Regions from separate parts of the Mus musculus genome. Here regions 2, 3 and 4 are each linked to region 1. The links are chromatin contacts, called in public ChIA-PET, Hi-C and HiChIP or PLAC-seq maps. All regions are on one chromosome and are shown on one strand. The core of a region is the stretch at or near the end of the contact, and the rest is flanking DNA. Distances in the headings are between cores, read along the strand shown. Region 1 overlaps Arid1b (AT rich interactive domain 1B (SWI-like)). Region 2 overlaps Gm41517 (a long non-coding RNA gene). Region 3 overlaps Arid1b (AT rich interactive domain 1B (SWI-like)). Region 4 overlaps Arid1b (AT rich interactive domain 1B (SWI-like)).

Region 1 (7,133 bases), core at 3,783-6,282:
AGAGAGAATTCGCCATCATTGACTTAGAGGCTGGGAGGGTTCACTTAGGAAACTATTCTTTGTGCAGTTGAAAAATCTGGTCAGTCCTGGTGTCCAGGGGACAAAATGGAGATAAAGCTGGGGAACTGGCCCAGACTTGCTATTTTAAAGCCAGCGGTGTGAATGAGAGAGAGAGAGAGAGAGAGAGAGAGAGAGAGAGAGAGAGAGAGAGAGAGAGTGTGTGTGTGTGTGTGTGTGTGTGTGTGTGTGTGTGAGAAGATCTGGGGGGAAGTGGTGCTTTTCCTGTGCACACCCACCCCATGAGGCTGGGGGCATCTACCTAGGGATCTGCAGGTTCTAAATGGACTTTCTGCCACTAAGATACATGCGGTCTGCTTATAATCCCTGTGTACCTATGGATATGTTTTATTAATAAGTTGAATGTAACTTATTAATTGTTATGGTGTTTTCATATTTGTGTCATTATATTTGATTCCCCATTGTCTACTCACATGTAATCTTGTGACAGTTTCTTCTTTCCCCCGACAGTCTTCTTTTAGACTTCTTAATGTATAAAGACTGCTCTCTTCCTCTCTCCCCTTCTTAGTTTTACAGCTCACACACAAATGCACAGACATGCAACTACACGAGCACATACACATGCAACTTTAAGTACTATTCTGCATGTCAGAGACAACATAATTGGCATTTCTAAACTTGATGATGTTATTCTGAAGGGAACCCACCCTCTATACTGTAAGGCCCCCAACTTCTTGTTTCAGTTAGAGTAGTTTGTCCCTCAAGGGAAAAGTCCCCAAGGCAGTCATTTTGTACTGCCCTTCCTGTACGGGTTGTGCCATGCACAAGAATACTTCGGCCTCACCTCTGCAGACCCTCCGTCAGACAGACTTAGCTCTGAAGTGAGGCATGCATCTTCAGGAAGCCTTCCACACCAAATGTCATTATCACAGGCTGTCCAGAGGCAGAGCTCTAGGAGACTGCGCTGAACACAGGATTTTTTCCCCCCATTGAAACAAATGGAGACTCTGTCTTAGTTTGGCTAAGAGAGGGGTTGGGAGAGGTTGCTCCTTCACTTCTGTTAAAAGATAGATACAAAAGTCAGTCAGGTTTTAATTGGTTGCTTTTTTAATGTTATTACAGACATGCCAGTACCAGTCTTAATCCTTACATATCTCCCAGGGATACCTTGTGCTTGATTTCCATATTAATGAGAATGACCTTATATACTTTGATGTTTCATTTTCAAAATAGGATTTCAGTAAGTGGCGCACGCCTTTAATCCCAGCACTTGGGAGGCAGAGGCAGGCAGATTTGAGTTCAAGGCCAGTCTGGTCTACAAAGTGAGTTCCAGGACAGCCAGGGCTACACAGAGAAACCCTGTCTCGAAAAACCAAAAACAACAACAAAGCCAAACAAACAAACAAAACAAGAACTTAAACTTCAATACTCAGTCTTAAACAATTGCGTATTTTGGTATCAGAATTTAAACTTGTCCAGTATGGCTATTGGATATTTGACTGTTGCTAGTCCAAACTGAGATGCACAACAAATACACAATTGCACTGGGTCAAGAAAACAGTGCATAGGGAAAAGTTTGGCACATTTCATTAACTTTTATATGAACACATGTCACAATAACATTTGAGTACACTGGTCCAAATAAGAAATATTAGAACCAGCTCCTCTTATTTCTTTTAAATGTAGAACACATGACCAATTTTCTTGATATCCTTGCATAGGGCTGTGTGCATCCTCTCTACCGAGTTCCAATTTTAGCATACGTGGTGCTGAAATGAACATTTTTCCTCTTTTATTTTTCTTGATGTGGCTACTAGAAAATGATGTAACACCTACATGATTGCATTATATTTCTACAAATTCCACACTCTGCCTTAATTGAATTTCCCCTGCCTGTGGACCCACTTTCCACTGGTTGCTCTAGTTGGTAAGGCCTCTGCTCTGTGGAGAAGCTTGTGGGAATGCGGCGGTGGCTTTGGGTCCTTTCCAGCCATCACCCCTGACTGAGGAGGGCCTTGGAACTGGCAGAATGGGGTGACACTTCTTTGGCTACTTAAGTGGCAAACCTCCAGTCTATAAATGTCTGTTTAGGAGAAATAATGTTTTTTCCAGTTTGTTTTGGTTGCAGTTTCTTTTACCTGAAGCTAATTAATCTTGTAGAATATGTATTCATTGTATCCTCTGTTCCTCAAGAGTGTCAGGCTGTCAGTTGAGTGGTATCTAATTTTAGAGAACTGTCTCAAAGAAAGCAAGGTGCCCACTGCTGTGTTGGGCATGTGTAGTACTGGTTGAAAAGCCACAAACGTAACAAGTTCATGGGCATCTGAAAACTGCTCCTTAACCTTGGGGTGTCGCCTGAGGTTGCTGTCATTTATCTGAAGACAAAGCTGTGCTGGTCTTCCTAAAGAGCCCGTCTGTTAACAGCGAGACCCTCACATCCACAGTATGCTCTGAAGTTGGGAGTAAACGCAGCTCTGCCTGCTGCTTCTGTTGTGGTGCAAATGTTTAGAGTTTAAACTGTTCTGAAATGAAATGGACCTTCATAGAAGGGAAGACTTTTCAAAAACAATTTATAACTTTCTCTTTTTATGACGATGAGCACTCTCCTTTTAGAGCTGCTAGAATGTAGCTACAGGTGAGTGGTGTCTGAGGGTCATCTTTAGGCCTCAGCTTCCCTCTCACCAGTATGAGGTTACAAGGCATTGCTGGAGTGTGAGACTTCCTGGTTTCCAGATGTCCTCATTTGCACAGTGCTCACTAGATAGAGCCCTCTGCAGGGCACTGCTGGAGGTTCTGCAAGTGACATAACCATATATGCATACATACATAGTTATGCATGAAATGGAATTGCTGCTTCAGCCCAGCACTGTTCACATTCTAACAGTGGGGATCAGGGGAGCCTTGGCAGCTTTCAAAGGGCAGGATTACAGAGAGTGAAGGGGCCTGATTGGATAAAGGGGCGGAAAGACCTCAGTTGCCTTATTGCACAAGTCACTAGGGAGCGTGATTACCATCCAGTAATGAGTTTAGGGGAGTGAAACCACAGGGCAGATTAGGAACAGACTCCCCCTGGCCCTTTTACCTAAACTAAGGAGTTTAGACCCAGATCCTTTGGTATTCTCTGGCATTGTATGTGGAACAACAAATTGAAATCTGGATTTGCCAAGGATACCATAAGGCACCCCGAGGAGTGGATGGGAGATCCTATTGCAGTTTCTACTGTTGTGTGGATGTAGGAGAGAGCAGTCTCAGCAAGGCACTGAAAAAGGACTAGGCTGGGGTGAGTTTGAAAGCAGGTTTTGGGGACTGGTCTTGTCATGCTCAAAGATAGCACTAAGGAAGTTCCATTTAAGTCACCTCACAGCCATGAAGTGACTGTCAACCACCTGCAGATAGCAGGGACAGACGCTAAGAAACTGTCTTAGGGACACAAAGTCAGTATTTGAAGGAGTTAAATATAACCTCACACCCTCTTACTCCAGGGCCCATGCTTTGCCAAGTACCTCTCCCTTGGCATGGAGGACGAGGAGCATGTGAAGTTCTGAACTGTAGCCTTTTGCATCTACCTGGGAAGAGGGGTGAGGGGGCGTGGTCCTCCATGCTGCCTCTTGCCTGGGCTCTGCTAGGTTCTATCCCCACTGCATGCTGAGTGCTTTCCTTGCCCAGCTCCAAAGGCCTATTCATCACTACCCACGATTCTGTGTTTGGTTTCCCTCTGCAGCCTGACTGCAGACCCGAGTTTGCCTATCTGTTGACTGCCTTCTTGGCTGCACCACAATGTGTAGCACTGTAAAATACCTGACCATGTGTTCCTTGCACCCCGACGGAGCCTGCGTTCATTTCACTACTGTCCTAACCACAAATGAAGGAAGGTAGTAATTTACTGAACCCAGAAACATCTGAAAATTCCTTAACCTCATAGCCTGTGCAGGTAGTACAACTTGGTACCATTTGGAGGACTGAAAAGGAAGAAAAGGCTAGAGGGCTGGAAGGAGGGCAAATAATGTCAGAAAAAAAAAGTGAACTTTTAATCAAAAAATCTCAAAATTTTAAAAATTTGAAATAAAGTTGAAAAATACTGAAGCATATTCCTGTGAAAATCATCTGTAGGAGAACAAATGGGGTGAAAAATTTGAACATTCACTGATGAAGAATTTGCCCAAAGCAATTTGTATGATTGCCCATTTTAGGTAAATTTACTAAGTATCACCTTTTCTAGTAACACAAATCCTAACATTTCAAGTGTACAAATGATTTAATTCATAGTATGTCAGCATGCCTGCTTGCCTTTGACCCTGCTGGTACTATACAGACTAGATATGGCTGAATGAGAAGTACCACATTGCAGAGCCTAGGTGAGCTGCGTCAACATGACAACAGTAACAGCATTTAAAATCATGTGTTCATTTCTTTAAATATCTGTAACATTATCCAAAAGTTTCATATATAGCACTTGGTTGTGACAAAAAATAGTAATGGTGAATTGGTGCTTTTGTTTTTGCTAAGCTCTCAGATTACTTAATTTTCTTCCAAAAAGTAATGACTTGGGATTTGTGGCTATACGTGACACACATATATAACCATAATGGGATTGTTTAGAGAATTTGACCATTCAACCCGGTAAGCATAAGGGAGCGCTCAGCAGGGCCTTGGGTTGGATACCTGGGCCTGCAGCTTGCCTGGCTGCCTAATGGCAGCCCTGAGAAGCCTAACCTGCGGGGCACCCTAAGTCTCACTGTCTGTTTTCACGTTCCCTATCCTGGAAACGTGTGCGTGGGGTTTCTTTGTTTTCCTAGCGCAGTGTGTCCCACAGCTCGCGGGCCAGTGAGTGACTAGGCACTCCTCCAGGGAGGAAGAGGGGAAGCAGCGACTGCGCAGCCGCGGGTGGGGAGCTCCCGGCAGGCACCGCGGTGGGAGGCCTGGCCATCGAGCCACGGTCGGGGCTGTGCAGGCCCCACCCCAGAGGGCTCACTCCCAAAGTTTCTGCTGACGCAGCCGCGCTCCCGGCGGTGCTCCCAGTTTCTCCGAAACCCTCCCGCGCCCTCTGCCTGTCCCTGGAGAGGAGTGCCGAGGCGAGGGCCGAGCGGCTGCCCTGTATCCCTGCTGGAGCCGTCCGCCCCTGAGGAAAGGGCCCTCCCCCACTGTAGCGGGGCCGGTTGAAACTTGCTTTGCAGAAAGAGACAAAGTTGTAGACTCCCAAAACCCAGAGTCTGGGAGGATCAAACAACACCCCCCCTTCCCCCTCCCGTAGGCTGGGCCATGGGGAGACCAGAAGGCCGCTGGAAAGTAGGGTGGGGTGGAGTGATGGGGTGGGGCCAGTGGGGCAGGCAGTGGGTGGGGCGCCAGGGGGCGGGCCTTAGGCCTAAGCTGTGCACCAAGACAGGCGAGATGGAGGGCAAGAGTGGCTGGAGCGGAGGGTAGGGCCAAAGGCAAAGACCCTAACTACATTTGTGCAGTACCAGTTGGAACCAAGTGCAAGGTTCCTTGATGGGAAAACTAATTCATAGCATTTTTAAATCCCAGAAAAAGCCTAAGCTTTTGTAGCGTCTCATCTCCTGTCTGTACCTTCTTAAATTAAAAAAAAAAAAAGTTATTTTATGCTACTGGGTGTTTTGCCTGCTTGCATGTCTGTGCACAGCGGCTGTTCCTGGTACCCATGGAGGCCAGAAGAGGGCATCATCAGATCTCTTGAAACTGGGATTACATATGACCTGGGAGTTGAACCTACAAGCAGCAGGGTTTGTTATCCACTGAGACAACTTTCTAGCCTCTACTACGTTAGTAAATGCTAAGAGGATTTGGGGGGAAAGACATTTCTGGAGAATAAGACTAATCTGTCTAGAAGACCTAAGGCCACTGTCTGCTCTCTGTTGCTCACCTTCTATGGTATAGCAGTGTAACCTTAGACCTTTCAAGTAACCTGCATGACACATACAAGAAGTTAGTCGACATACATATACCAGACTTAGAGGACTAATCAGCCAGAGCCTCTAGTTGATAAATTATTTCCACTGTGATCTGTAGCCTGAATGGTTTTTAAAGTCAATGCAGTTGGTACTATGAAGAGTGAATTATTGATAATCATTAACATGACGGATATTTCCTGACCCAGTAGCTTAATTTTGGAAATTTGACACTTAAAGTTTGTTACAAAGGTTATTAAAGAGACTCTGAGCAACAAGTGTTTTGCAGAATACATTTTGTTTGGGCTTATGCCTCATATTTACTATGCACGTGCATGGTATTTTAACACAAGTATGTTTATGATGTGTATACAATTAATATTCTATTAGGAAAGATTGTTATAGTATGGACATTGCTAACCTTGATTACTGCTGCTCACTGCTGCCATTTGACAAAGTTTAAGCTAAATAAAATCCAGTTGATTTGGACATTTTGTAAAGAGAGGTGAATTGCATGCCGGGGTATACTACTACACTTTATCCTTAAAAAAAAACCACCTAGACGCAAATCGCTTATCATGCACGTGTGGATCTGTTTGGGCTTGCATTCACTACATGAATGCAGTAACACCCAACATACTAGAAGAGGTTGGTGTGTGTGTGTGTGTGTGTGTGTGTGTTGGGGATAGTTTTCATTTCTATCGTGGGTGCACATGGGAAACACTGGTGTCTTCTTCAGTATCTTTGCACCTTAGCTTTTGAGACCCACAAAGCATGAACTCAGTTTTCTCCGGGGTTTTCTTGTCTCTGAAGCCCCCCCCCCCGCCCCCCCCCCCATACTTCGAGCACAAGCCTAGCCATCTCCCTGGCATCTGAATATGGGTGTGTCCTGTAGCTCAGGCCCCTGTGCTTGTTCAGCCGCCTCTTTACCAAGTAGCCATGGCTCCAGCCCTTCTTTTTAGGGTTTGAGCTTGTATAATGGTCATGAAACTGATGGGGTCAATAAGTTGTGGGTTGACAGGCATTTAAGTCCTTGGCTTTGTGAATACTGAGTTAGTAGAAAGACTTAATTTTCTTGTATCTCAGGAGGAATGGAAAAGCAAGCAGAAAAATTCTTATAAACGGATACAATTTGTAACAGTGCCTGTAACATAAATTTAATAAAAACAGCTTCCTTTCTCATCCCACCTGTATTTACTGTTACATTGACCC
Region 2 (7,582 bases), core at 614-3,113, 240 kb before region 1:
AAGAAAGAAGGGGGCACAGGGGTAAGAGCTTCAGTTGCACTTGTAACACTTTACCTCTTGGGTAGAGCACAGAGATTTATTACATAATTCTCGGGGGTGGGGTATCCCTGAAACAGTTCATAATAAAAAAGGAGTGTTTCTAATGAAATCAAAGTTTTAAATCAACTGCCGCTAGATATGCAATTCACTGAAGCATGAACTTTTGAGATACTTTTAGATTTATTTTTGTTTTTTGTGTTCATGAACCTGCATAAACTTACATGTGCCATGTGCAGAGCTGTGTGGGCTCCTGTGGGTGTTGAATCCCGAGAAGCTGGAGTTACAAGTAGTTGTGAGCCAACAAGTGGATGCTGGGAGCTGAACTTGGTCCTCTGGAAAAGCAGTGCATGCTCCTAACCGCTAACCTCTGGTCCCTGAAATACTTAAAGTATATATATTGCAGTTTTACTTTGCCCCAAACCCGTGATTTCCAAAAGAGAAAACTTAATTTCTATAAAATAGAAATGATTTCCAATGCAAATATTTTATTATGATCATTTCCAGTTGAAGGAAAATTAAGGCATGGTCTCCCCTCCCTCCAAAATACAATATCTTTAAATGTGAGAACTAAAGGAAGACATTTGCTCTGTAGAAGGCAGTATTGACCAGTTTATTCCGACACCAGACCCCAAGTGCTGAGAGAAGTCACCGCTTCCATGGAGCCTTGGGAAGGCTGATCGGCTCCGGCAGCTACACATTTGCACATGGTTAACCGGTTTCGTCAGTGAAATGGATTGAAACTTGCTTCAAAGTAGGAAAGGAAAACATTGGTGCACTCCACACTGGCCCTTGAGTATACTGTACCTTCAAATCATGCTGCCTCTTGCATTCCACAGAGCTGTGAAACACCCTTTAAACTGTCTGCATAAATCACTCTATCCTCTATGTAACAGGGTTTTCTCTTCCTGGACAAAAGAAAAAAAAAGAAAAAAAGGCCATCTGTCCCCAAAGGGCAACACTCCAGAATGAGGATCCCTGCCCAGACAGGACCTCATGCAGGTGTTACAAGGTCTCCATTCTGTCTGGAAGCCTGGATAGTTAACATGCCGCCTACCTGCCACAATCCTTTGGTTAAAAGCTGTCTCTTTAAAATCTGGGACTTTTTACCTCCTCAGCACAGCTAGCAATGGTTTCGGTGTGTAGAAGCACAGAATTATATGGAGCTAAGAAGATCGCCAAGAAGGCGAACACAGTAACCAAGACTGACATTAATTAGGACCAGGAAGCAAGCACGCGCCTCCTGGTAAACAGCCTTCTCCAGGAAAGTCTTCCGTGGGCTTCCTGCAACTCACACATTCCCCTTAGCTCTTCCAACACTGGTGACTTGTTGACAGGCACACATGCTAGGGAAGACCCATGCCACGTTCTGGAGTTTTGAATGTTTCCTTTGCAGAGAAACCACCAGGCCTGCGAGGGGCGGGCTCTGGCAGGAAAGGCCTTACAGCTTGTCACCTCTCCCCGCCTAGCCTGCTGCTCCTGCTGGAGGAGGTGCAGGGGACAAGCGAAACTGGTTCATGTGTCAGCTCCCCCAGGGATTTGGCAGCAGAGGGCCGGGCCCTAGCTGAGCACACAGGTACAGAAACAGCATCTGCAGCACACTTCCTTCCTCCTTACATGGTCACTGTGCGGGTCTGCATGCAAAGGGGGTTCATATTCTCTCTCTCTCTCTCTCTCTCTCTCTCTCTCTCTCTCTCTCTCTCTCTCTCTCCCTCTCTCTCTCTCCCTCCCTCCCTCCCTCCCTCCCTCCTCTCTCTCCCTCCCTCCTCTCCCTGCCATGCCCCGCCCCGTGTTTCTGTCTCTCTCAGTCTCTATCTTCTCTGTCTCTGCCACACACACATACACACACGCATACACACACACACACACACACACACACACACATATACACACACACACACCATGAAAAGTGCTTACTAGCAGCGTCTTGCATGAGTGCACAAGCCAGGCCATCACTCTGGAGAAGGAAAAGCAGCTCGGCCCCTGGAAACGTCTGGAAGCCTCTATCCCTGAGCTGGCTGGACCAGACAGCTCCTTCCTGAGAGCCTGCTTTTCCCTGCCTTTGAAAGAGCAGCATCTAACAGAGAAGCGCACTGAACTGTTTTCCAGTTTATCACAGGAATCTCGGGTCCAGACCTACAAGCCAAGGGAGGCACTCCGCCCCCGTGGAGCTCCTCCGTGCTCACAGCCAATAAGGGGGTGCTAGTCCATCTCTCTAAAGAGAGAAAAGAAAGGGCTTTGTGAGGGCCATGTTCCGCTCACACAGGTCACCACACAAGTTGCCTGGTTTGCTGTTCAGACCCCCAGATTCCAGAGTGAACCTGTAATAGCTGAGGTCCCCTTGACCCCTTGTTTTCTCTTCTACTGGTTCTCAAGAGCCATTTTCCAGCTTCCCCTTTCCTCTCCCTGGCCTTTCTGGAAAAGGTTTGTTTCTAGATTCCGAAGGAACAAAGGCCGATTAAAGGCCCAGGAACAGGGGGAATCCTCCATTAGAAAAAGACAAGGGCAGAGCTGGGGACTTCCGTGCTTGGCCTGCCCCCACCTAAGTTAATAAGCTACAAGAACCAGTTGCTTCCAGTCTGGGCAGCTTTCTAGTTCTGCAACTACAGAGCCTTTCTTCCTATCTTCCTTTCTTTCTTTCTCTCTTTCTTTCTTCCTTTCTTTCTTTCTTCCTTCCTTCTTCCTTTCCTTCCTTCTCTCTCTCTCTCTCTCTCTCTCTCTCTCTCTCTCTCTCTCTCTCTCTCTCTCTCTCTTTCTTTTTTATTACTTTAATTCCAGAGATCTTTGATACCCCTGAAGGCAAGTAGCATATCTCACTCATAAAGCTTTCAGATGGTTTTGAGTTCAAAGTTTTATTTATTTACTTTTAAAGGCCTCAATAAATTAGGGCAAAGGCAACTGGAACTCAGCCTCCTGCCTTACAGATCCTCTGAGCTTAAGGCTGGCCAAAAGATCTGCTCTTGAGAAACCAGGTGGAATGAGACCTGGGTGGAGGAAGCCAGGAGTTGTTTGTAGAATGTTCTCCTGTACGGCTCCAGCCTGAGCCCTTCTCCCTTGAGCAATTCTGCTAGTTTGACACCAGCTGAGATCTGGTCATCTGTCTGGTTTTTTTGTTTGTTCGTTTGTTTGTTTGTTTTTGCAAGTCTCTAAGCCATCAGACATTCTGACTTCAGTATCCTGAGAGAGAGAGAGAGAGAGAGAGAGAGAGAGAGAGAGAGAGAGAGAGAGAGGTTCTCTAGAGGCTGCTAGCTGAAACTCTGTAGTGTCTTTACCATAAAAGCCATGTAATGCAGTCAAACAATCTGAACAATTTAGATTGATTTAGGTTGATCCGAAAGAAAGCAATTAATTCTCACTGACATCTCCCTGTTTAATAGAAGAATCCCATTGTGTGCTGAGGCTGTCCTGTGTTCATGTTCCCAGTAACATACATGTTTCCAAAATTCATTTTAAGATGTGTATCATTTGGGGGCAAGACCTCTTGGGGGTTAATGGTACTTACTGCAGAGGAGCTGGGTTCAATGCCCAGTACCACAGTATCAAATGTACACATACATGTGCACACACATGTGCATAAGGAAAAAGGAATTTTTTAAAAATGTTAAGTGCAGCATCAGAAATTTGCATTCTCATAAAACCTATCTACCCACCCACACTTGTCCTGTGTTATGGTAGTACTACCGTATTTTTGAATCCTGGACAGGTGCTATTTAGTGAAGGGAGGAGGGACTCATGTTTTCCCAAGGGGAACTCCAGGGAAAGACCTTAGGGGGTTCAGGGAAGAGGCAGGCAGAAATGAATAAGGACAAAAGGAAGGTGACTGTATTCCAAGCCCTGGAATGTCCATAGCCACAGTGATATTCTACTCCAAGAGCCTTTCCCATGGAATGAGTGTCTCAAGGTCAAAGGGAAAAACAGAAACTCTGGGAAGAAAACAAGGAGAGAATGAGGACTGATTCCAGAGGGAGCTCTTTGGTTTAAGTGATCACCCTGCTGAGACAGGGAGGGGCACAACCTGCAGAAGAAAAGAGATGGCTCCACTCCAGGCTGTGGAAAGCAGACACTCTTCCTTGAACTTCTAGGGCACCTGCAGCAATAAAGTTGTTTCCTAGAGGGCGGTCCAGGGAGGGCAGGGCAGGGCCACTTCTGCATATAGTGACGGTTCTCAAAGGATGCTCTTCCCCTGCGCCACTGCTGAGTTTTGTTTTACCTTAATGATGTAACAGTGAAAAGGAAATCTGTTTTAACCAGCAGGCCAAGGGATCACTTACAGACTAAGAGCTGGAAGAATTGAACCAAAAGAGAAATATGAAGGATTAACCCAACTTTCTGGTTGTTCCTTTGCTCAACAAAAATCTTTTTGGCAAAGATTAAATGACGCCAAATAGCTATCAGATTGATACTGACAAGACCATCCAGCTTGTTTGACTAAACACTTCCACCTTCTCTTCCAACTGTCTAAACAGGATTTTCCCACTTAGCACCCTATCAATCCAACTGTGATTAAGCCACATTATGAGAGCCTGTGTATCAAATATTAATATTTGTATAGTTACTAAAGTATTTGATAATTCCTCTCTGCAAACTTAAATGTGACATGCCATTTATGGTATTTGAAAAAAAGCATAAATAAGAAATTATTCATCTGGCCCTTGGTGTTTGCTGGAATGGCTCATAAGATGGCATATTTTAAGTGGTAAAGCTAACAAGGAAGGAAGGGCACTTCCGAAGCACACAGCATGGAAGCAAAACCTTTTCCATTGCTCAGTGGTTTTCATACCACATTATCCAAGGACTTTTTCCCCCAAACAAAATGTTGACTAGCTGCCAAACAGACAAGACTAGAGGTGTGGGGGGAGGGAAGCCTGGGCTCCTGTCACCTCAGCCCTCTGACTGCTCATGTTCCTTTGAAAGCACCAGTGCTCTGGAAAGCCAAAAAAACAAGAATATAAGGTTTGTTTGTTTTTTTTAAAAAGTGCACATAAGCTGCTGGGGAGGTAACATGGTTGTTAAGGTGGGTGAAAGCATAAAGACCTGAGTTCACACCCCAGAAACCTATACAAACAAACTGATGTGCTTAACCTCATTGCTAGGAAGGTTTGGGTAAGCAAATCCTGGGAACTCACTGGCCAGCAAGCCAAGGCCAATGAAAAGCCTTATTGGTGAGTGGTGCCTGAGGAAGGCACCCAAGGTCATCCTGTAACCTCTGCACATAAGTGCCCCCATACAGAAGAACATGTGCAATACACACACACACACACACACACACACACACACACACACAGAGGAGATAAAGGAACTCTTCAAGGTGGTCCACGTGTAAGTACGTCCAGCCTGGCTCTTATCTTTACCTTTTATAGTTTCAAGCCTTAACTTTTGGCAATCTGTATCAGTGATATATACCATGGGTACAATTATTGTTCGTCCACAGTACACAGATAGGTGAGTAGATTCTTTCAAAACTTAAAATATTTTGTTGGTAGTGGGTTTTTTTTTGGGGGGGGACATCTGTTTGTTGTTGCTTTATACTAACAAAGCAGAGAAAGGGTCAATGAGCGTCAGTGAGTGCGCTAGCCACAAAAGCCATATGACCTGGATGAAATATTCAGATAAATAGTCCATCAGACAGCGTGATTTTACTAAATGATTGTTAAATTAGTAGTAGGCTTTAGAACAGCAGCTTTCAACCTGTGGATCTCGACCCTTTTGAGGAGTCAAACGACTCTTTTATAGGGGCCACATATCAAATAGTCTCATTATGATTTTATAACAGCCGAAAAATTACAGTTATGAAGTAGCAACAAAAATAGTTTTATGGTTGGGGGGGGGTGTCACCAGAATATAAGGCACTGTATTAAGGGGTTGCAGGGTTAGAAAGGTTGAGAAACACTGTTCTAGAAAATACTTTATCTCAAACGCTTTCTTTCTTTTTATCTGAGAACACCAAGATCTTAAGTGTTGAAGGCTATCACAAAATCATGTTGAGAGTTCCAGACCAGAACACAGGTACCTTGCTTGAGAGACATAGACTTGTCCCTGTCCCACTACTTCATGTCCTGTATCGTAGACAAATCTTCACCACTTGAAAAGTGGCTGTTCACTGAAATCAGTTTATTTCTACAATTCTATCATAATTAGGAAAACCAGGTTGTGTCGGTTTGGAGATGATTAGAGGAACCCTTAAATACCACCTGCCAAAGAAGTTTAGGATTCAGGGTACCACAGAGGTCACAGTTCCAAGACACACAAAGCAACTAGTATCTTTGTAAAGCCAAGTCAGAATAGCTATACGCACAGACAAGCCTAGCAAACTCACAGTGTAGATGTCTAAAGCTCCAAGAAGCGATCCTAACAGACTCACCCTTTCCACCCTTCAGGAGCAACTTTGCCACCTGAACCCCGGAGCAAAGATCACAATGAGACAATTTCAGAAGCATTAAATCTTGCTAAATCCAAAGGGCTGTGATTTGGGCCTGTCATGCATATGAATAATTTAAATTAAAAAAAAAAAAGGCCCGTGTGGTTTGTATTTAGCATGAGTGTTTATTTATATACCACATACATTCTCAAATGACATAATTGGACACTTTACAAGTCACATGTTTTTAAACATTGGAATGTTCTGCCTTAACTAAATTGGAATTGTTCAAGGCCTTTTGGAGCGGGGGTGGGGGGGGTGGGGGGGGGTTCCAGGGAAATAGTAAAGAGGAATTTGCTTAGGAACAAAATTATTACACTAATTTCCATTCTGATTTTTGCCAGTTTTGTTTCTGCCAGAAAATATTTCGTTCCTGTAATGACAGTTGTTGTACTCTCAATTGATACGTAATTATATTGTGTGCATATCAATATTTGTAAATGCAAATAGTTCTAGAGAAGCTACCAGAAGCTCAAATAGGAGAGGTAGAGATGCAGACAGTCGGTGGGTAGTGTTACCAAGCTCATGATGCAGACAGTAAGCTATATGAGTCTCGAACTGGGGACTTACATGTCCTTTAGTGAAATTCTACAAGTCAACCACTTGTCTTTGTAGAAACATCTGGAGACCTTGTGTCAGGGAAAATGCTTTCTATTCAGTTCAGATTATATCACCCAGGATGGCCTTGATTTTTAAAGTATATAATATAGGTGTAGGGATAGAGTGATAGGCTGGTATAAGCAAGATCCTAGGGTAGATTCTATGTACCAGAAAAAGTTATGTATTTAAAGTTTCTTTAGAGCACAGCTGAAAGGAAAAAAAAAAAGAATTTATCTATATATATTACATAGTACTTGTTCAACGTACTTGACACCACTGGTGTTAGGGATGAAATAAATTTGAAAATTGTTAGGTTTGTTACCAACCACGAACTGTTAACAACTACAGACAGATGCATTCCTAGGCTGCAACTGCACCCTAGCCGGGGTGCAAACATGCATACCAACCCCATGAATACCCCGTGCGATGAGTTTTTGTTCTTTCTTTATCAGCATTGGTGAAGGATAATCTTCAGGGCATAGAATGCACACATTGCATTGTAAAATTGCAACACTGTGACCTTCTGGA
Region 3 (7,610 bases), core at 4,301-6,800, 140 kb after region 1:
CAGCGCTGGCATAAATACCTGTTGCTCACTGTGCCCGATACGATCTTCTGATTCTTCCCTTCTCGTGGCGCTCCACGCAAGACAGCGGTCCCTCGGTGTTTTCCCGCCCTTTCCAGGTCCCTGTTTGAGCACCAATCTGTAGTACCACGGCCTGCCTGAACCAGGTATTCCTGGAAGGCAGGCTGGGGCTGAAAGAGAGAGACTAGACGGCGAGGAAAGAATGAAGCCAAGACAAGTTTTCTCTGATCAAGGCCCTCGAGTTTACTAAGACAATGTGCTTATAAAAGGGGGGCGGGGGAGGCCCATCCCCGCCAATCCATTCTTGGTGCCTGAAGCCAGCCTGTAGGCGATGGGCAGGATAGGATGTGTCTCCAGAATGTCTCAAGGGTCTCTCAGCAGGTAGCAGAGTCTCAGAGTTGGGCAGCGGTAGTTGACATAACAATATAGCCATCTCAGTTGGAAGGCTGCACCCCAGGTGATCTCATTTTTTAGAGGCAGCAAAGTCTGAATCAGCCTGCTTCAAGGCTGGGGGCGGCTACATTTACTTCTCAGTCCGTAAGGTTCCCATGAGCCCTGGTGCAGGTGCAGTATTGATGTCCCCAAGACAGTGAAGGTAGATAAGCTCTTAGGACCCCAAAGCTACCCCATGATACTGCAGGAACCCTGTTTGGGGCTTTTTGATCATATGTTGGACACAAACTCACTCGATGCCTTAGCCTAGAAGGAAATGCCTTTGAAGCAGGCCCAGTGTTTACATCAGAATCTAGAGAAAGAACTCTGTTCCCTTGTAATTGATTCTCTGGTGCCAGTCAGCATCAACGAGCAGCCAGCCATGCACTGCCCTGCCCATCCTTAGACGGAGGTCCAGTTCTAAGAAGGAAACCCTCCTCGGCAGCCTCACCCTTAATGACCCCAAACATTGACCACTCAGGACATACCTGAGCACGGGACAGGCTGATTTTAAAAACCACACATTACATTCAGCTCACAGACTTAAAGAATTGGTCTGTGAACAGCCCTGAACTGTTCTTCCAAAATAACACCCCAGTGGGGTGCAGGGTCCAAAGCAGTGGTGTCTGCAAAGATCTAAAGATACGTTTATTTGTCAGGAAAGAGCCTGTGTCCCTGAATGGCTTGCACTTGTGTGTGGAGAATAGCGCTCCCAGCATGCCTGAGGCTCAGAACAGGAAGCCCTGCTGGGGTACAGGTCCTGCAGAAAGTGGAGGCCTGCTCTCCGAGCAGCCAGCACTTTCCTTTCCCCAGTTTAGGACAGCTACCCTTATAGCGGCAACATTATCATTTTACCTGCACAGAGGAACTGGACTTGATCGACCCATCTTGGTCCAGATGTAGCAAGGTCCTGCTGTGACCTGGGGACAGTAGGAGCAAAGCTTCCTGATGCTGCCTGTGCAGTCAGTGTCCACTCCAGAGACACCATGTGGTGTATGCTGGGCCACACAGCCCATCCACGGGGCAGAAACAGCAGCAGCAGCCTGCAGCCCATAGCCAGGCTTATGCATCAGAGCCTCCCTGGCCCCTTGCCCTTCCTTGCAATTGTTGAAAAGAGCTATTCCTGTGCCAAGATGTTTTCTTGGTCTCTTTTAACATACAACTTGTAAAGCTAACTTTCAGTTAAACCTTTCTTAACAAGGCAAACTAAACCAAAAGATTTCCAATGAATGTGTTCCTATATCTTGTGTCTTTGTTCTGGGAGGGTTTTTTTGGTTTTTTGTTTGTTTTGTATTTCCAGCCTGTCTGGGTTTGCTGTGGCTTTATGAATCTAAAGTTGAGTTCAGTCAGGCCTTGGAGGCTTGTCTCACTTCATCTCTACAGCTACGCCATAGAGGCAGGCACTCTGCAGACAGCTGCGCCTCATGACCTCTGCCAGGGCGTTAGCACGCAGTCTGCGTCCCTGGGTTCCATGCGACCCTAACCCTCAACCTCCCCAAGTTAGTGGAGAAGTCCAGTCAACAGCACTTGTCCCCAGCAGACTTGGGGAAATGGCACCGAGGAGGGGGGCAGGCACAGACAAGGGAACTCCACTCAGCTTGTAAGTTTGTAACCTAAAACCCATCCATCTTTGCTGGCAGGTGGCTGGCTGCATTTTTATTATTAGCTGACAAGTGATGTCACAAAACCTGTCTCGCTTCCAACTAGGGAATCCTCAGAGGAAGATAAATGAGAACGGGCTGCTGTATAAGCAAAGCTGCCCTCCAGTTGACCTCCAGACACCAGACCTGGGTCACATGGGCTGTTCTCCCCCCCCCCAACCCCCACCACACACACACACACACACACACCCCTCCCTTTGGCACTAGGGCACCAAGTTCATGCTGTGTAAATTATCTTCCCAGCCGGGAGCCCTGGCTGTTCCTGTCTGAAGTGTGAATGTGCTTAACCTCCAGTAACCTTTCCATTGTTTACTTTAGAGTATACATTCATAGCTTCTGGCAAAAGGTAGGGATCTCCTAGAGAGTAAGCCAGCCTCCTCTGCTAATGGAGTGGCAAGAAGGTGGATTCAGGCTTTTTTTTTTTTTTTTTTTTTCTTAAAAGGAAAGGAAAAACACTAACAAGAAAGGAGCTTTCCTTTATTTATTTATTTATTTATTTATTTTACTCTCTATAACTGTGAATTCTTTCTAAGTAACGGTCATTCTAAAATCACAGCAGCCTAATAGCCACATTTCCAAGGAAAGTCAGCCTGACACAGAAACAAGTTATTTCTCCTCCTCTGCAGTAGGGGGTTGATGGGGAAGATGGATTAGAGTGCTACAGGACACCCCTTCCTCCCTCACTGTGGTTTTCCTTCTTCATGCACATTTCCAGAGTTCTAAGTGTCTGTTAGCTGCCTGAAGCCATCCCTAAGTCTCCCTGAGCTTCATGAACACAGTGGGCCACCACTCAGGCCACAGGGCCCCTGTCTGACAGACAACACTTGTACATAGCTAGTGCTTTCTAAGGACAAGTTGTCAGGTCCAAAGAAAAAAGCCCCAGTTCCCTGTACTCCAAAAGACATCCATATATCCAGAAATGAGCTCAAGCTAGACTGTATGATGTCTGGCGGTTATATAAAAGCCAGCCTTCTTCAAGAACTTATGAAACTGGTCCCCATCTAACAGAAGGAACCATTTCCCTTACCTCTAGCAGAAGGACAAATGGCTACCTTTGTTACATATCAAAGCACAGGCAGGCCTCTGGCTCCCTCAATATCCCAAGTACCTGTTCTACATTTCAAAGTCCACACTAGCACGCTGCTAGCATGCTGTCTTCCCGGGTTCCCTCTGCCTACACACAGTTGTTCTTTCTATAATGGCAAGGTTTTCTCTGCCCTGGCTAGTCTCACCTTGCTCGCTCTAGTCTCTATCTCTTGCTGTTCTCCTTTCTCACAGATAGCCCTGGCCAGGTCCGCTCTGCTGGCCATGCTCAGTCTACTTTCTCTCCCTGCTCTGGACTCTTCCAGATGCCTCTGGCTGCACTCTTATATCTACAATAAAAACTTGGACGATATCACAGAGTTCCTGTGGATGGATAGTTTCTTTACTGACATGCACCTTTCCCATTTCTGATCCCTTCATTAAGTAATGGTTTGGAACTTGCTTAACCAACATATTCTCTGATGTAAAAAAAACATGGGGTGAGGAGGGACCACAGAGAGAGAGAGAGAGAGAGAGAGAGAGAGAGAGAGAGAGAGAGAGAGAGAGAGAGAGAGAGAGAAAGAGAGAGGAAAGCAGGAGATGTTTCCTAAGCTAGCGGTCTGCAGAGTTCACAGTCCCAGATAGTTGTTGCAGGTGCCAGCACATGGGGCTGTGTGAGCTGTGTCAGTTTGCTGCTCTAAGTTCACCTGTTGAAAAGAGCCCAGATCATCGGACACAGATTCATCCAGCATGCTCCTGTCTAATCAATACGTGGAACGAACATCTATCTGTTGAGTATCTAACATGCTAAAGACTGTGATAGATGATAAAGCAGGAGCTCTTGGAATACTTTGGTTTCCCTATAAAGCAAGGTTAGTTTATCCCGTGTGAGCTTGGAAAGGGGCTCCTGTCTGAGTGCTGTTATTCTGAAGTCATCCTGGCTGAGCCTGAGTCCCGGAATTCTGACAACAGCATCAGAGACCTGCAAGTCAGTGGAATAACAAATCCGAGTCACAGCTCAAGTGACAGTGTTTTTAACGATCAAGCATAGATGTCCAGTTGTTGAAGAGATATTAAAATACTGTAAGGTGCCCTGTTAACGGTTGTAAGCACTTTTCAGCTGCAGACATTCCCACTACTGAAGAACCCGCGTTCTGAAGCCCCAGATTACAGCCCACCAACCTCAAACACCAGAATTGTTATTCTGTTTCTTCTGTATTTACATTTAGAGTATATCCAACTAGACTGAGTTAAACAATTTTCTGCCTGAAGCCTTCTTTTTCTTGGACTCCTTTCCCTGGGATAAATGCCCCAGGGAGCAGTTACCCAGTCATATGTGTAACCATGTGTTATGGCTCACAGATGAAGAATGTTTCTAAATCAGTTATTCAGAAAATCCCTTCCCTGGGTGGTGAGGACAGAACCGAGTGTACAGTGCTTGCCCGTTCGGGTGAAGCACGGGCATCAGTAACTGGTATAGCATCCCTGTGCTGGTGCTCTCAGCCCTCCCTCTACCCCCCCTCCACCCCTCCCCACGCTCCCACTCTCTTGGTCTCTCACTCTGTCATTTTCTGAACAAAAACAGTGTATACGTAATTGACTTTACTAAATTGTTACTATGATTCCAGTAAATCTTACTTTTAACCTTTTCAAATACATGGTTACCAAAAATTAGCTTACTCAATAACACTAGCTTTTCTCCTTATTTTCCCTTGATGACTGCTAGCTAACTCAGGATCCTTACAAGGCCCACAGACTCCACAGTCAACTGGGAGCAATTCGATGGCAGAGGTTCCAGGTGACCTGAAGCCACCAACCCCAGCCTCTACCCCTCATGGACAGATGACTCCCATGCAAAGCGGAAGGTATGCTCTGAGGACTCTTGAGATATAAAGCCTAGTTTTGTTTTGGTTTGGGGGCAAACTTAATAGAAAAAGTTCTTCCCTGATTATTTTTAAGTGCTCAGTACTGCTCCTTTCAGCGTGTAGTTTACTTTGGGTGGTTTTGCATCCACCAGTCGCAAGTGTGGCTTATTTCCTGAGCTCTGTGGGTATATAGTGTCACAGTATCACTCAGCTTTCCCGCTCTGTGTCTCTCAGAAGCAGTACAGTCAGTGTGCATGACCCGTTCTCAGACGTGAGTGACTCAGCGTACCCAAAACGGAACTCCATGACTCCAAACGCCCCATACCAGCAGGGCATGGGCATGCCAGACATGATGGGCAGGATGCCCTATGAACCCAACAAGGACCCTTTCAGTGGAATGAGAAAAGGTACGTGGAGGGGCATTCTCCAGGAGACTTCCTTTCCCAGCTGCCTGGCAGCCTGTTCACCTCTTCAGTTGGGACGGTTCTAAGCCCCTGCCATGTAGTGACACAGCCTCCTTCCTGCTTAAGCCAGAGCCTCAGGAGAACTTGGCCACTCTGAGTCTGACTTGCCTCTTTCGGAAATGGTGAAAGCAGCAGATTAAGTCCACACACAGGAAGCCAGTAGAATGATGGACAGTTGTGGTCTGGAAAGCATCCAATGGCTGCCATGATCGACATGGTGTGAACAGAAACAGGGCACAGTGCTAAGTACAAAATAGTGTTCTTACATTCATGATTCTAACAGTTAACAGACATAGGAGGGCAGAAAAGCAAAGACCCTGGTGGGTAGGAGAGAGCAAGCAGACAGGAAAGCGTGGAAATAGCAGCGGTTTTGAGTGAATGCATTGGAGGGAGGCAGAGGCCCTGCAGATTGGTGTATCTGTAGCAATGGGATCTACCTGCCTCTGTCTTCCCAATGCAGGGGCATGAGAGTATCAGGGACAACAGAAACCCAAGGCTGAGTCTTAAACCTGGCCAGCCCCAGGGAGTTCACAATCAACATGGCACACACCAGCATCAGGGTGTGTATTCGAATAGGTAGCACACACCAGCATCAGGTAGGAACCTGGCAGATTGCATTTTGGCATTCACCCAAATGCAGGTAGGTCCTGTCAAATTAAGCCATCATATGAGCATTTTTTCATATACAGGAAAGATTGTGAAGATGTTTTGTGGCAGTGGTTATTCTGGGATCCCGTAGAGAGTGGTAGCTGTGTCATACTTAGATGTTGAAATACATAAAATTTTTTGAGACTGGGTCTCACTATGTACCCCCAGCTGACCTGAAACTCCATGTCAACCAGGTTGGCCTCAAACTCACAGAGGCCTCTGTCTCCCCAAGTTCTTGGTTAAAGGCATGCACCACCACACCAGCTGTGAGTTTTATGATCCCCAGGAGTGGAGAGACACATAAAGCCCAAGCTTGGTTTTGATGAGTATTATGGGCTATAAAAAGGGAAGAATCTCAGAATCTTTAGCATTGGGTGTATGCGAATGTGATGTGTAATATTTTAGATGTATTTCAGGTAACAGTTACATAAAGCAAGACGGTCTGTAATTTTTTTTTTCAAGAGAGAGTCTCAAAGCTACTTCTAAGTAAAGATTTTCAGACTGCAGGAGGGTCCAGAAGCCTCCTGGGTGTTAGAAGCAGCTAGCTTTCTATGGTGGTGAGTGATTTGGGGCCTGTCTCCTGCTTGTCTTAGTCAGGGTTTTACTGCTGAGAAGAGACACCATGATCACAGCAAATCTTATAAAAGACAACATTGCATCGGGGCTGGTTTACACTTTGAGAGGTTGAGTCCATTATCATTATCATGGCAGGAAACATCGCAACATGCAGGCAGACATGGGGCTGGAGAAGGAGCTGAGAGTTCTACATCTTGATCCACTGTGTGCCAGACCATCTGTAACGTTTCCATAGGAGACCTCATAGCCTGCCCCCACAGTAGCATGCTTCCTCCAACAAGACCACACTTCCTGATAGTGGCACTCCCTATGGGCCAAGCCTTCAAACCCATGAGTCTGTGAGGACCACACCACACTACCTTTGGACTCTAAAAATATAACAACATGGAAAAAATAATGATTTAATTAATTTCTTTGGGGTGGGCCTCTGACTCTCTGGTGTTCTGTCTCTGTGTCCTGCTGTACAGGAGCCACGGGAGCCTCTCGTTCCCTCAGACCTGCAGTCTCTCCTAGGAATGAATTTGAGAGGCTGTGGGGCTTTCTGCACAATCATGAATTGAAATCTCCAGCACCCACGTAAAAGCTGGTTTGTGGATATTCCCACAGCTCCAGTGCCATGGTAGCCTAGACAGGAGAATTTTTAGTTTGCTAGATAGCCAGCCTAGCCAAGTATGTGAGCCCCACATTCAATAAGAAAGGCCTCATCTCAAAGTTAAGCTGGGGAAGACTCTGACACCGTGTGCACCTGTGCATGCACACACAGCACAAAAATGAATTCGGGCAGGCAGGGGACCGAGTGGAGGCTGTGTTGTAAGGTGGCAGGTAGAGAGATAATGAGTGGAAGATAAATAGCACAGTCTTTGTATATTTCTGCCCACCTGCTGCCTCATAGCGCTGGGACATTTATGTCCACAGAAAACATT
Region 4 (6,984 bases), core at 2,896-5,395, 150 kb before region 1:
AATATTAGTGTTGTAGCTGAAGACTTAATGGCACACTGATCAAACTGATGGCTGGTGTCAGCCAAGAAGTGTAGTTACATGTTAGAAGTCCTTAAGGATCTCAACAAGTATTGCATCAGGTTAGGAACAGTGGCCAAAAATAATCAAATAGAAATAGCAGAGATACATAGACTTCTGCCACACGGCTCAACTATCCTATATAATCCAGGTGTCCACTACACGATGGGGCAAGTGCGTTTGGTCACTGACCAGGGATGGCCATGGAGAGAGAGGAGCTACATTAATTTTAGGCTACATTAATATCTGGGTAGGTTTTGGAAGAAAGTAAACAAGGAGTTACCCTGAAAGCTTTTGTGTGAAGGGGCAAGAATGGGTATTTCTTACTCCAAAAAGGGAAGGAGCTACAGGTGTCTCAGATAATCCATCAGAGGTGTGGAGTCAAGCTCCTGTGGGTATAAATGACAAGGACATCGCCTAGAGAAGGAAGAAGCAGAGCGTCCCCAGTGGCGGGCACCTGGAGGGGCTGCAGACTAGCACCAGTGCTGCTCTTTTCACTTCTACAGCTCTGAGCCTCACTGCTGACTCCTTCACCACACTGACGTGTGGCCATAGGAGAATGCACTGAGGTGCCTTGGAAATAAATGACATTTGCTGCCATTTGACAGTGTCAGCAAAGGCTCTGAATGAGCTTTCGAGAGGGTGGAGTCTATGAACCTCCAAATCTGAGTTAAATTTAGGACCTCAGCACATCATAGATTTTTTTTTTTAATTTACTTTTCAAGTTTTGGGACAAGGCCTCACTGTGTAGCCCTGAATAGCTAACCTGGAACTTGGTATGTGGCCCAAGATGGCTTTGAACTTGAGAGAGAGACAGAGAGGGAGGGAGAGAGGGAGGGAGGGAGGGGGAGAGAGAGAGAGAGAGAGAGAGAGAGAGAGGGAGGGAGAGGGAGAGGGGGAGAGAGAGAGAGAGAGAGAGAGCGCACATATAGACATTGCCATACCATTCTTTTAAGAAAAAAGAGCTCTCTTCATCATCAAATGTCATCACACAGTTCCCCGAGTGTGTTAGGGAGTCCTGACTGGGAATCTAAGGCTGCTGTGGCAGTGGTTGTTCTCCAGAGCAGGGTGAGTGGTCTGGCACCCCCACCACCTTCCTCTCATGCTGCTAATGGAGCATAGTCATGGGCTGCACCAAGAGTTTGCTGTCTTGGAATAGCCAGCAGGAAACGTTTTCTTTGGCTTTGTCTAATGTCTGAGAGATTTCACACCTGTATCCGTAGTGAATGCCAGACATTTTGTATTGGTAGAAGAATGTGGTAGAGGGTGTTGACTCCTCAAGTCCCAGTGACGTAGGTCCATCTTAAATGGACTGTTCTGTCCCAGTACAAGTCAAGGCACACAGTCTGAGAATCAGACCTGAGCCCATAATGTTCTGCCCCTTGGAGCCTTCCTGTGTCATCTGGATGGGAGTCCATTGGCCTTTGGTTCTGTGGAAACTGAGAACCGTGGTACTTTAACACTTGAAGATGACTAGATGCTTTTATGAAAGGAGGGAATGAGTCTTTGGAGCCCTCCTCTTCTAGGGAAACCAATGTTAAGGCCTTTAGAATGGTTACCGAGGAAGTCACTTATAAATGAGCGCTGACATCATGTGTGTCTGCTGTCCTGCATGCATGAATTGCCAGGCTGAGTACCAGTGCTGACTTTTTGTCCTGAAAAGCTTTCCTTTTTATGATCAGAGCTCCTAAGCAGTTACCAAGTGGCCACAGCTATCCAGATCAACTGTGTATAAGATGAGAAAGAGCACCAAGCCTGAGTGTGGTCAAGGGTGTGCTAGGGAGGTCGGAAATCTCGTAGGGAACACGAAAAACATCATAAAGGGGTGAGGTAGCAGCATAAGACTCCACAGAAACTGTCACAGGGCAGCCCGGGGACATTTCACAGTGGCATGGTAGCAGGTGCTGGTGATTGATGTACAGCGAAGGGGACAGATCTCTGTTGGGGCAAGAGTGAGCCCCAGCTATTCCACTGGCTTCTGCCCTGAGCCTGGATGCCAGGGAGAGAGCTCAGTGCTGGACTGTGGGTCTCAGTTCTTCCCTGCTGCAGAAAGTCAGGGCATCGGAAGCACTGGGTTGATAGAGCTGTAGAGAGGAAATTGCTTTACCGTATGACAGCTGTACACTGGCCCCAGTGGCTGCCCTAGTCCTTATCAGCCCTTTTCACAGATCTACACTTGTATGCATCACAAGTACTACTCAGCTATTAAAAACAATGAATTTATGCAATTCCTAGGCAAATGGTTGGACCTGGAGGGCACCATCCTGAGTGAGGTAACCCAACCACAAAAGAACTCACATGATATGTACTCACTGATAAGTGGATATTAGCCCAGAAACTTAGAATACCCAAGATACAATTTGCAAGACACATGACACTCAAGAAGAACGAAGACCAAAGTATGAACACTTCGCCCCTTCTTAGAATTGGGAACAAAACACCCATGGAAGGAGTTACAGAGACAATGTTTGGAGCTGAGAGGAAAGGATGGACCATCTAGAGACTGCCGCACCTGGGGATCCATCCCATAATCAACCTCCAAACATAGACACCATTGCATACGCCAGCAAGATTTTGCTGAAAGGACCCTGATATAGCTGTCTCTTGTGAGGCTATGCCGGTGCCTGGTAAACACAGAAGTGGATGCTCATAGTCAGCTATTGAATGGAACACAGGGCCCCCACTGGAGGAGCTAGACAAAGTATCCAAGGAGCTAAAGGGGTCTGCAACCCTATAGGTGGAACAACAATATGAACTAACCAGTACCCCAGAGCTCATGTCTCTAGCTGCATATGTAGCAGAAGATGGCCTAGTCGGCCATTATTGGGAAGAGAGGCCCCTTCGTCTTGCAAACTTTATATGCCTCAGTATAGGGGAACGCCAGGGCCAAGAAGTGGGAGTGAGTGGGTAGGAGAGCAGGGTCGGGGGAGGGTATGGGGGATGTTTGGGATAGCATTTGAAATGTAAATGAAGTAAATACCTAATAAAAAATAGGAAAAAAAACCCCAGACTGTAGTTTGTACATTCCTTCCCCATGTCCCCACACCCCACTGTCTTGCTATGGCATGCTTGTGCATTGCTTTTGTGACTGTAGAGTAGTTAGGTTTGTTCCGGTTTTTCTTTGAACTTTTAGGTTGCAGGGTTTCAGGCACTTGGTGGCTCTTACTATATCTATCGTATCTGACTGTCTGTCTATTTATCATCTATCTATCTATCATCTATCTATCCATCTATATCTATCTTATCTGTCTGTCTATCTATCATCTATCCATCCATCTATCATCTATCCATCCATCCATCATCTATCCATCCATCCATCATCTATCTATCCATCTCTCCCTCCCTCTGTGTGTGCGCACGTGTGCATGTGTGTGTGCGCACTCGCCCGTCTCTGCGTACACCTGGTAGAGCGTGTGTGAGGAGCAGAGGATAGCTTGCAGAAGTCTGCTGTCTCTCCTACTGTCTGCATCCCAGGGATCCTGCTCAGGATATTATGCTTGGCAGCGGGAGCTTCACCCCTGAGCCATCTTGCTAGCCCTGTTTATAGTTTTTTATACCTGTTTGTTCCAGTACTTGTTCATACTAGGTTTGATTATTTTTGTCAGCTTCTTAGGCGATGGGGTATTACTTCAGTCTTTTCGTAGTTACCAGCAGCAGGCTACTTTCCCCAGTGACTGAAAAGCTCTTGTTTAATCCGAATGTGTAAATACATTGTAGATTGAGGTGTGAGGTTTCTCTGTTGGGGGTGTGGGGTTGCCAAGCTTTTCTCCAGTTTGTGGTTTAAGAAATTGTACTAAGAAAATCATAACAAAACATTTGGTAAATTAGGTCCTTAATTTGACATTTAGGGGTAAAATAAACTTACATAGGTATCCTCACTATAAATACATGTGTAGGCATATTCTGAAATGGTGACTCTGAGTGACTGCCTGAATCACACTGACATCTAGGAGCTGTTGCCTTCCAGCTTGGATAATTTACCCAGGAGGACTCCCAGGCTGGCTTTTGGAACCCTATAAGAGCACAGCAGGACTTTGTTCCTGTTGTGCTTAGGTCTATACCCAGGTCTGCTTTCAAACTGGGTCACACTTCCTGTCCTCACGACCTACTCCCATGCATGGGGGACTGAGGCTGTTGGAAGACAAAACAGGCAACATCAAGTGCCTGAGTGGTATGTGTGTGTCTATGTATGGTGTGTGTGTGTGTGTCTTAGAGGGAGAGATGGGGAAAGGAGGGTTATTGGTTAACAAAGCAATTTGAAAGTCTTAACAAGTAATAAAACCCAGTCTGGTTGTGGGCTAGTGGCTACTTGCATCTCATACAGAAAGCATGTGTCTCAATGGGATAAAACTCACAGGTGGCCTTGTGCAATGTGCTTGGAAAGAAACTCTACCAGAGCAAGCCACTCAGTGAGGTGCTTGGAGACCTTGGACCAGAGGAGGCCTGGTAGAGCATACATTTTATGTGCGAAAGGAAAATAGTCACATTCTAGAAGCATCCTACCTGAGGACTGGCCAAAACCAGCAGCAGGATGTGAGGTTCTTCGTGCACAGGAGGATCAGCTTGGCCTTTGTCTTCCCTGGAACAGTCTTGGTTTTGAATGACACTGTGGTTTCTTTATAGAGCTAGCAGTGAAGAGCTAGGGCGAAGCTGGGCTACTTCATTACATGTTTTAATGTTCAAATCAGCAAGTGCTCAGAGGGATGGATTTGGATTGTGGATGAGTACCTAAGGTAAGGAGAGGTAAGGAGAGAAAGGAAAAATTAAATAATGTGCCTTATCTGAGTAGGCCTAAGATTTCATCCAGGAAGTCTCCCAAGCGAGCCGATGCCTCTGAGCTGGAGAGACTCTGTGTCTCATGTTCTTGAGTTTTGTGAGTCTGGGGTTTAGCTGACAGTTTGGACTCGAGTGCAAATTAACTGCATTTTACCTAGGACCAAGTTGCTGAGACAGACACTACAGAACAGTTGCCTCCACTGCTGGGCGAGTGGCGCCTGGGCTGGCGTCCCAGGCCCGCATTCTGCACTCTGCACATTTTACAATTTAAACTCTGTGCTTCCGTCACGGCAGTTTGGACTGGGCATTATGTTGAGGGGAGGTGAGAGGCTCCTCCTGTGTTGGCACCGTCTGACCAGTGTGGGCACAGGGCTGCTGCAGAGCCCTGATGATGGGATGGGCCACTGTACTGGCTAACTTTGTGTCAACTTGACACAGCTGGAGTTATCACAGAGAAAGGAGCTTCAGTTGAGGAAATACCTCCATGAGATCCAGCTGCAAGGCATTTTCTCAATTAGTGATCAAGGGAAGGCCCCTTGTGGGTGGAACCATCTCTGGCTGGTAGTCTTGGTTCTATAAGAGAGCAGGCTGAGCAAGCCAGGGGAAGCAAGCCAGTAAAGAACATCCCTCCATGGCCTCTGCATCAGCTCCTGCTCCCTGACCTGCTTGAGTTCCAGTCCTGACTTCCTTGGTGATGAACAGCAGTATGGAAATGTAAGCCGAATAAACCCTTTCCTCCCCAAGTGCTTCTTGGTCATGATGTTTGTGCAGGAATAGAAACCCTGACTGAGACGCCACCAACTTGATGGCAAACACACAGCCTCTCTGTGGCCACTGTTCCTTTGGCTGGGTTTGAAATTACCAGTTCAACCATGGAAGAAAGTTGTGTTTTGTCTTGGAAAGAACCTGGAGAAGAATTCACCCTGCTTTCATAAGCACACATTGTAATGTCAATACTCTGAGGAGAGCTTAGTTCCAGATCTTGGTGTTGCCACAGACATGTGTCTGTGTGTTTGTCAGGACTGCCGAGGTTACGGAAGAGCCATGTGCTGACTGAGGAAAACCATATGCCGTCGCTCATTTCCAGTTATTTTAGGTGTAAGTTCTTTCGAGGTGAAAGTAATAGTTTAAACCCCCAATCTGTGAATATGCTGGCATATACCCGTCTCCCAATCTATCTGTGAATATGCTGGGATATATCCGTCTCCCAATCTGTGAATATGCTGGGATATACCCGTCTCCCAATCTATCTGTGAATATGCTGGGATATACCCGTCTCCCAATCTATCTGTGAATATGCTGGGATATACCTGTCTCCTCTGTGTTCCACAGTTGGTTCATTGTTGACGGGTGGGTGTCTCTGACTGAGGCCAGGTGTGTCCTACAGTGGCCTGCCACTAAGGCTGTGTGTCAACTGCCTGCATCCTGGCACAGGGACATGATGTCTTTCTCCTCACATCCATCATGGCTGCGCATCCCTGGGTCTCCAGTGCAGTGCAGTGCACACCTACTCTGCTAAAATCATCACAGGCAGGCACACGGCTGTCATCAGATCACTAAAATCAACACCAGGTGACCTGGAAGGAGAAATGGCCACCTGCAGTCCTGTGGAGGGAGGTGGGGGGAGGAGCAACTGGGAGCTCTCACAACTCCTTCAGCCGCCTGTTGCTCCCCTCTCCCTCTCCCCACCATTATGCCTCAGGGCTGACAGTGTGACTTTTTTTGCAGAGCTCAGCAGATACCTGACCAAGCTGAGAATGTTTGTGGGTCCAGGCTGCCCACCTTCTCATGTGGCCTGCTGGGCTCTGTCGGCAGTTTAGTTGCTCCATGAGGTCTCCACCTCTTCGATGACAGTATGCTCCCTGGAATTCTGAATGCAGTTTCCGATGCTCTGGTTTCTTTGTGGTCTGTTTTCCCCTTCTGCCTAAATGGCATTGCTCTCTTTTCTTCCATCATTCTCTCTGTCCCCCCTCCCTCCGCCCCCAACACACACACCTTTCAAACTTTATGTTCACACTTCCCTTATACTCTTGATCCTCTGCCTCAGTCTCCTAGGGGCTGGAATACTCGCCATGTGCCTTCTACCTGGATGAAGTTAATGGCTTTACTTGCCAATTCATCCCCCGTTTATTGAGCATTTACTTTGTGCCA

What was found. Hi-C and Micro-C count contacts between places; a contact is called where the count stands out from the background. ChIA-PET counts read pairs in DNA pulled down with a chosen protein or histone mark. HiChIP or PLAC-seq counts read pairs in DNA pulled down with a chosen protein or histone mark.
Region 2: a Hi-C map of the N1E-115 cell line shows a contact between it and region 1, with 5 times the contacts expected there. The contact joins two enhancer-like sites. A contact is called at or near these places in 4 of 484 Hi-C or Micro-C datasets (the HL-1 cell line, the N1E-115 cell line, embryonic stem cells and 1 more) and 3 of 115 datasets of contacts at active chromatin or transcription factors (bone marrow-derived macrophages, embryonic stem cells and pancreatic cancer cells).
Region 3: a contact with region 1 is called in an H3K4me3 HiChIP or PLAC-seq map of bone marrow-derived macrophages, with 6 times the contacts expected there. The contact joins two enhancer-like sites. A contact is called at or near these places in 19 of 484 Hi-C or Micro-C datasets (B cells, the C10 cell line, ECoMG myeloid progenitors and 10 more), 4 of 115 datasets of contacts at active chromatin or transcription factors (the HPC-7 cell line, bone marrow-derived macrophages and pancreatic cancer cells) and 2 of 9 other capture datasets (bone marrow-derived macrophages and embryonic stem cells).
Region 4: an RNA polymerase II ChIA-PET map of memory CD8 T cells shows a contact between it and region 1, with 24 read pairs. The contact joins two enhancer-like sites. A contact is called at or near these places in 1 of 15 datasets of contacts at CTCF or cohesin (large pre-B cells), 4 of 484 Hi-C or Micro-C datasets (the HL-1 cell line, embryonic stem cells and neural progenitor cells), 5 of 115 datasets of contacts at active chromatin or transcription factors (the HPC-7 cell line, bone marrow-derived macrophages, embryonic stem cells and 2 more) and 3 of 9 other capture datasets (embryonic stem cells, liver and pancreatic islet).

Annotation. Positions count from the first base shown.
Region 1 is chr17:5,184,924-5,192,056 of GRCm38.p6, forward strand. The region is part of intron 4 of Arid1b (AT rich interactive domain 1B (SWI-like)); the gene reads left to right. Among named protein-coding and RNA genes, the nearest start is that of Gm34854, 36 kb to the right of the region's middle. Within about 2 kb of position 5,033, at least 412 of the 459 cell types and tissues checked have an H3K27ac peak or open chromatin away from gene starts, as enhancers often do. A contact at or near this core is called in ECoMG myeloid progenitors, the HPC-5 cell line, the HPC-7 cell line and 6 more, where this site is marked.
Region 2 is chr17:4,944,653-4,952,234 of GRCm38.p6, forward strand. Gm41517 (a long non-coding RNA gene) reads right to left here. Exons shown (of 4, transcript XR_876352.2): 4 at 83-944. Among named protein-coding and RNA genes, the nearest start is that of Gm34625, 5.8 kb to the right of the region's middle. Within about 2 kb of position 1,864, at least 100 of the 459 cell types and tissues checked have an H3K27ac peak or open chromatin away from gene starts, as enhancers often do. A contact at or near this core is called in the N1E-115 cell line and epidermal suprabasal cells, where this site is marked.
Region 3 is chr17:5,322,416-5,330,025 of GRCm38.p6, forward strand. Arid1b (AT rich interactive domain 1B (SWI-like)) reads left to right here. Exons shown (of 20, transcript NM_001085355.1): 14 at 4,861-4,999; 15 at 5,234-5,406. Among named protein-coding and RNA genes, the nearest start is that of Gm29050, 85 kb to the right of the region's middle. Within about 2 kb of position 5,551, at least 72 of the 459 cell types and tissues checked have an H3K27ac peak or open chromatin away from gene starts, as enhancers often do. A contact at or near this core is called in ECoMG myeloid progenitors, the HPC-5 cell line, the HPC-7 cell line and 3 more, where this site is marked.
Region 4 is chr17:5,032,251-5,039,234 of GRCm38.p6, forward strand. The region is part of intron 1 of Arid1b (AT rich interactive domain 1B (SWI-like)); the gene reads left to right. Among named protein-coding and RNA genes, the nearest start is that of Arid1b, 41 kb to the left of the region's middle. Within about 2 kb of position 4,146, at least 19 of the 459 cell types and tissues checked have an H3K27ac peak or open chromatin away from gene starts, as enhancers often do. A contact at or near this core is called in memory CD8 T cells, where this site is marked.